Linked DNA regions of Gossypium hirsutum: region 2 is linked to region 1. A link is a contact called in public Hi-C data. All regions are on one chromosome and are shown on one strand. Each heading gives the region's core, a stretch centred on a gene start, on an enhancer-like site or on the middle of the called end of the contact. The rest is flanking DNA. Distances are from core to core; before and after follow the strand shown.

What was found. Hi-C and Micro-C count contacts between places; a contact is called where the count stands out from the background.
Region 2: a Hi-C map of leaf shows a contact between it and region 1, with 2.0 times the contacts expected there. The contact joins the promoter of LOC107930509 here to the promoter of LOC107926116 in region 1. A contact is called at or near these places in 7 of 34 Hi-C or Micro-C datasets (callus, hypocotyl and leaf).

The regions. Positions count from the first base shown.
Region 1 is chrA08:3,762,702-3,766,247 of Gossypium_hirsutum_v2.1, forward strand. LOC107926116 (autophagy-related protein 8f) reads left to right here and starts at 1,720. Exons shown (of 6, transcript XM_016856919.2): 1 at 1,720-1,903; 2 at 2,039-2,089; 3 at 2,185-2,240; 4 at 3,364-3,416; 5 at 3,506-3,546. The coding sequence starts at 2,053.
Region 2 is chrA08:4,072,762-4,076,407 of Gossypium_hirsutum_v2.1, forward strand. It overlaps LOC107930509, which reads left to right and starts at 2,234. Exons shown (of 1, transcript XM_016862178.2): 1 at 2,234-3,646. The coding sequence starts at 2,415. LOC107930449 (proteasome subunit beta type-1) reads left to right here. Exons shown (of 7, transcript XM_016862121.2): 6 at 1-30; 7 at 922-1,149. The coding sequence ends at 996.

The DNA.
Region 1 (3,546 bases), core at 470-2,969:
TATCTATAGATATATTAAACTATTGTATCGAAAATTATTAAAATATATTCAGGGATAATGATTTATTTAGTCATTTAAATTTATAAAAAAAATTATTTTAGTTTTTTTGATGAATTACATTAACAGGGCAAGTCTAAATAACAAACACGACTAGTGTGACTTAAATTCAGGCCATACTTAAGGCAGTGAACACCCTTGACCATCAGACCATCACATGGGGTTTTATTTTAGCTATATTAAACTTTACTAATGTGAACATATATGTAGATTGTCACGTGAATATCACATTAACAATTAATTAAATTTTTAAAAAATCTTAAAAAATTCTAAAAAATAGAAATTTATTAAAATTATTTAAATTTTTTTAAAAAATAAAAAAAATCTGTATTATATAGTTTTTTAAAAAAATTAAAATTATTAAAAATTAATTAATTACTTATGTGGGATTCATGTAGCTATCTATGTTTATGTCTACGTTAGCAAAGTTAATATTTGTCAACATTTTCATTCATTTTAAGGTGATTTGATAAAAAAAATCACAAGCATAAATTGTGCAAGAAGTCTTGCAGCTAAAAAGCCGTGCGTTCAAAGTTTAAAATAGACAAAAAATTAAATGAATGACTAAAATAATTTTTTTTATAAAATTGGAGGATTAAATAATCATTATGCTTAATTATGAAGTAACAAATATTAATATAATGATATTTTTTTTATCTTTTTATGCTTTTTAATAAAATAATACTATAATATAATTTAAACATATTTAAACTTTTAATTTAACCATTCAATTAATATCTTAAAGTAAATTTATTATAAATTTATTATTTATATAATTATTATTTATATAATTTTTTTTCACCCATAAGTTGATGCGCCATTGAACTAGTTTATATATATAACTTTTTTTTAATATAAATATCGTTTTCAAAAATATATATCAAATTCCTAAAGTCAAGCAATCATCTTTGGTTGAATTTGATGTTATAAGTTAAGGATAGATTGTAATAAATTAAATACAAATATTTAAATATTTCAATTTTTAAAAAATAATTACCGTTCAAAATTAATACTTATTTAAATGTTAGCTTTTTCAATTTAAGAAAAAAAAATGTTATTAATTCATATTTTATTAATTTAGCTTTTTTTTAGTTAAATTTGATTCTAACCTTTTTAAAAAAAGTTAAATTTAACAATTAAACTTTTAAAAAGAAATCAAAATGACTTTTTTTATAATACTAACTAAAATGTTAAAATTTTAAACACGGCAACTTACATGATCATTCAGGTGTACTCCATATTGTTTTTTTTGAATTTTTTATATTTTTAATTTTATAATTTTTGAATTATTTGTTGACAAATGATGTTATGTTAGCATGATATGTACATAAACTGCTATGTGTGTGGCTGATGTTATAATTTAATATTTTAGTCATCATTTTTATTAAAAGAATTTGACTATTTTTTGAGAATTCAAGAGTTCGATTTTGTTAAAAAAATAAAAACTAAATTAACAAAAAAAAATATAAACATGGACGATTAAAATTTTTTCAAACTTATCATTTGCAACCGTAATCATTGAAGTCCTCGCTGAAGACCCGACTCACAAGGCCCGACCCGAGTCTAATCACATAAAACGAACCGCAGGAGAAGCCAGAAGGCCCAAACCTATTATCGTCTTTTCACTTTTATTTATTCATATTTATTTTTAATATTTAAAGACAATAATAGCTTAGCAAGTCTGGATCTCTTTAATTCAGTCTCTTAGTTTTCGTGTTCTTGTTGTTTACTTCTAAGTCTCTTGATTTATCGATTTTATTTTTCATTCAGCTGAAAAGAAAATTTGAAAAAAAGATTATTATTATTTTTTATTTTTTGCATTTGGATTCCTCAAAATCGAATAACGGTTCGTATGTTCGTATGTTGAGATTTTAAAATTTTGTTGTCTCGATTTTGAATTTAAGTTCTAGGTTTTTTGAAAAAATTTCTTTTTTCTTTTTCATGTCTATTTGTTGAAATTGTGTATTTGCTTATTGTGCAGAGGTACTCAGCACAATGGCTAAAAGTAGCTTCAAGATCGAGCATGACTTTGGTATTTACTGATATTTGTGTATTAGTATTAGTTTTTGTTATTGATTTAGCTAATTTTTGGTTGGCTTTGTTAATTTATGGCTTCTTGATGTTTAGAGAAAAGGTGCGCTGAGGCTGCAAGAATTAGGGTAAAATACCCAGATAGAATTCCAGTAAGAATCAATCATTAACTATATCTGTTTTATTATTTTTAAATTTTTTCTGATGTTAAAATATTAATTTTGATTGTTCTATCGCTTGTTTTTCCTTGGTTTATGCAGTGCCATATGTTTTTAACTTTTAAATTTTGTTGAGAATTTCTGTTAGGTATCAGTTTATGTTCCATATTTTAGATCAAATGACAATTTCCATATACCAACTTTAGGGGTAGGACTAGTCTGGCTTGTATTTCCTTGACTTTGTAGTGTAATATTCCACTGTGTTGTTAAGGCGTGTGTGCACCTTGGCTACCTACGATTTTGTGCTTGCAGCATAACGGTAATGATACGTATTGTGTCAATGTCAGTTATATGCTTTGTTTGATGTATGTTCTTGGGATATGGCTCAAGGATTTTAAGCAATTATTTGACAGATGAATTGGCAATACTGTCATTACTGTGTAGACAGGATTGCAGTCCCTTTGTTTGCTATTGGACCATGTTGTTAAGGCATGCATCTATTAACATCATGTGATACTTATTGTGTTGTGCTTGCAGCATAGTAATATATGTTGCGTTAATATCAGTCATTTGCTTTGTTTTTAATGTATGTTCGTGAGAATTGGCTTGAGGATTTCAAGCAATAGTTGAATATTTGTATAGGTTGGATTGTCGTTACTTTCTAGACATTATTGAATGAATAGAACGATATCATGTAACAACTTTTTGTTTCGGGAAAACCTGTGCCTGTTTTAAGCTGGTGAAAAGGAAAACTTTTGCTATTTAGGGCATGGCTAAATTAGAACAGCTAATTATGAGGCATTGAATAATTTAAAATGTCAATAAAGATTAAATTCCCTTCAGATACTCTATGCCTCCCTGCTGAGGAGGAGAAAAAGGCCCTTTAAGGAGGAACAATAAAAGCATGAAACTTGAGCAGTTGAAAGTTTAGGGCGCTCAATGTCTTAATCCTGGAATGAATTACTAATCTTTATATTAAAAGCATATAAGGTTAAATGGAGGCTGCTTGAATTGGTTTATGCATGTTTGGTCCATCTCCTCGCATGATGCAAAAGAAAAGCTTATGCTTTCTGACCCCAATCTTTCTTCTATTGATATTTGCTCATATGCTTTTTAGGTGATTGTGGAGAAGACTAAAGGAAACGACATCCCTAACATTGACAAGAAGAAGTAAGCAACAATTTCATGCCTAGTGCTCAACATCACCATATTATTAATTTATTAGGCACTGGTGGTGACATTGATTATATAATTTACAGATACTTAGTACCAGCTGACTTGACAGTGGGTCAGTTTGTCT
Region 2 (3,646 bases), core at 984-3,483, 310 kb after region 1:
GCATCTGCATCCGAGAGAGATATATACACTGTAAGTTCTAATTCATTTAGTTTCTATAAGCGGTAAACTTAGGAAGGCTATTCTAGTGTGGTGTTGCTCCAACTCTTAATTTTCTTGAAGTATCCGTTTCTAACACTTTTTTTGCCTTGGGTATGGGATGTGACCTTCCAAACACATGGAAAAAGATAGAAATATTGAACATCCAATGTGGGATACATACTTGCATCTGACACTCATACCTGAGTCCAAATAACGAGTTGAGGCCACAGTATTGATTACTACTGTCTCAAAAGCCAAACCAAGTCTGCTTTTAATTTATTCTGTTCCCTTCTATTGCTTCCTTTCGTGTGCTTAGAAGATTTCAGTTAGATCCCTCTTAAGAATACCTTTTGTTGATTTTTGATAAAGGTGCATTAAATTTTGGCTTTTTTTTTGTCATATGATTTGGGCTTAAAGAATGTTTGATTTATAGAGAATCACAAAAGCATTCCATTCTTATTTCATTTTTCTTGAAGTACCCATGTCTAATACAGTTTTTACCTTGGGGCTATGGGGGTATGATCTCAAAGGGCCCTTCAAATATATGTAAAAAGTAGAAAAACTAACATATTCATGTGGAATACATACCCGTACTCAATACTTGCACTCGAAGTTGAGTAAACATGACATGATCCTCCAAAGATCCTTTTGATACATGAAAAGGAAAAAAAAACTTAGACAATACCCATTTTCAACACTCATACCTGAATTCAAGTAACATCTCCCTTTTTTGTTGTTCTAGTCTTGGCTTTTTCTAGATATCATAATGATCTGGGGCATGAAATTTCATTCTCATATTTTCTACATTCTAGTTACTCAGTAATAACAACTTTCTCTCCTCTAGCACTTCTTTTTAAAAAGTTTTTCATGGATGTTTGACAGGGAGACAAACTCGAACTTGTTATCATAAATGCAGCTGGTATCCGCCGGGAATACATGGAACTTAGGAAAGATTGATTAATCTCCATTCTCCAAAATGGGTTACCACCTCTTATAGCTGTGTGAGTACTTGAAATTGATGGAATGACTCTTACAATGTGTCTGATGCTTTTACTGCAACTATTTCCTTGCATTTGGATACTTTAAAATATGCATTGCAGTTGAATTTTATCTTCCGTCTGTTAGACGAAAATAGTCTTTCATGGATGGTATGTTGCATGACTAGTCTTTGGTGTTCTAATTTAACTCCAAAATTATTTCCACTTTTGATTCATCCATCCTATCAGTCTTTTTTGACATATAAAAAAGATGAATTAATCCTTTATTAATTACTTATTTTATTTATTTTTGTTATAAAAGGCTAATAAAAATTTAAGTAGTTATAAAATTGTTTTTAATTATTAAATTAAGTTATAAATGATATCATAGTCTGATATAACATGTATTTAAGTTTATTTCTTAAAAAAAAGGCCATAAATGATAATTATATCTTCTTTTTGCCTCTCTTTTTCTTTTTTAATTATTTTTTTGTAAATACATATTAAATAACTTAATTTTAATTAAATTATATATATTAAGTTTGAGATGAATTAAAGTTTCCTTTTATTTAATTAATATTAATAAAAAAACTAAATAAATTTAATAGATATAATTGAATTAAATATGCGTTTAGAATACTTAATACTACTTGAAGTCAAATATAATTTAATTTTATAACACCTTAATATAATTTTAAAATCAAAGACAAAGGCATAAATTTTGTTAGAGGGAGCAAAGATGTACTAAAAAAATATAATTTTTAAAATGATTAAAATTTATAAGTTTCCCGTCGATCAAGAGTTGGCGTCCTAAAGCTAAAGATTTAAATTTTGAAGAGAGCCTCATTTGATTTTGAATACGGGAGTTCTCCCCTGTTTAATTCATTACTTTAATAGAGGAAAATAAAACGAAAAAATACAGGATAAATAATAACAAATATATTTATGAACATTTAATTTGACAAGTAAAGTTGATTGAAATATAATACGAGGTATCCATGAGAAGTCTTTTTTCCAATTATCATATGCTAGATTCTATACGCAATTTGAATTTGAATCTAGTTTTTGGTGATTTAATTTTAATATATACTATTTTATTAGTAAAAAATTCAAATATAAATTATTAAAATATAATTTAAGATAAATAAAAATGATTATTTTGATAATTTATTTTTTTATTTATTTACTTTAAATTAAATGGGTTGTGGAGTGGACGACAAACATGGTCTCCAAGAGAGTAAAGGCAAAAAGATTATATTTTTTATTTAAAATTTAAAAAGTTTTCCGTTTTAAGGGGTATTAGATAGAGAGACAGTTGAGTACCGAAAATGTGAGATAGATAGGGAGGGAGTGAAGAAAAACACGAACCTACTGCTCCCATCATCTCATCTCCACCCCATGAATCCCCGCAAAACCGAACCCGATCTCTTTCACCACCACCACCCTGATCTCTCCCCACTTCCTCCCCACCACCCTCACATCATCCTTCCTTCTCAATCTCAGCCCTCCATTTCTTCCCCCCAAGTCCTACTCTTCCGTCCTTCTTCCCCCGCCCATTCCTCCTCCGACAACGACGACGTCCCCGCCGATTCCCGTCAAATCTCTTCTCAGCCCCTCGGCTACCACAACATTAGCCCTGAGCATCACATTTCCTCTCAGTTCTACACTTTCAACGCCGACTCCCATTCCCTCATGATCCGCTGCATCCGCGAGCATCGCTTGGCCACTCCCGCTGAGATCCGAGCTGCTACGCCGCGTTCCGTCCTCAAATCGTGGCGGGCCGTGTGGAAGGACCGCAACGAGGACACCGCTTACCTCACCGCTTGGAAGCGGATCCAAGACAAGCTCACCGCGCACGTGGATCACGATTCCGGTAATGAATTCATTTGCTTCAAGAACAATTCTAGTCAATTCGTTTCACATATTAATCAATGGCAAGAAATCGTTATGAGTTTCCACAGCGACGCTGATTTGAAACACTTAGGTCTGAAGGAAACAATTGAGAGGATTAAACAAGTGTGGACTGTAGGTGCTAAGTTCTATGGAATTCCAGAGAGTTACATTAGGGTTTGTGTTGCAGCTTGCCCCGTTTGCAATGCATCCTCCGGGTCTGCTTCCAGGAGTAGTAAACGAAGACGATTTGAGTACACCGAGTCCTTTGACGTGCCTGCAAAGGAGGTGCCTCATAGATTGCAGCAATTGGCTGCGAAGTACAAGGTTGTGCTCTGTATTAGACAGAAATATATTAGGTATAAGCCTTTTATGGCCGAGGTGAAAGATTATGCTTGTCATCGAGCAGGGGAGCCTACAGGAAAGAAGTCAAGAATCTTGAAGAGGGAACCTTATGCCTCTAAGAGGTGCGGTTGTGGATTTAGGATTAGGGCAATAGTGCCAATTGCCAATTACAATGAGAAGGATAAGACTTTTGTCTATCAAGAGGAAGGGATGGCAGTGTTTAAGTTGTATGCAGTGCATTCTGGACATGAGCCTGGGCCACTGGATGGGAATGCAAGGATTATGCATCGTGTTGTCGGACATAAGGGAGGGTTTTTCATGGATCAAGATATTGTTTATGGAGTGAGTGAGGATTTGGATAGTGAGGGTTTTGGATTGATGGGGAAGGAAGATGA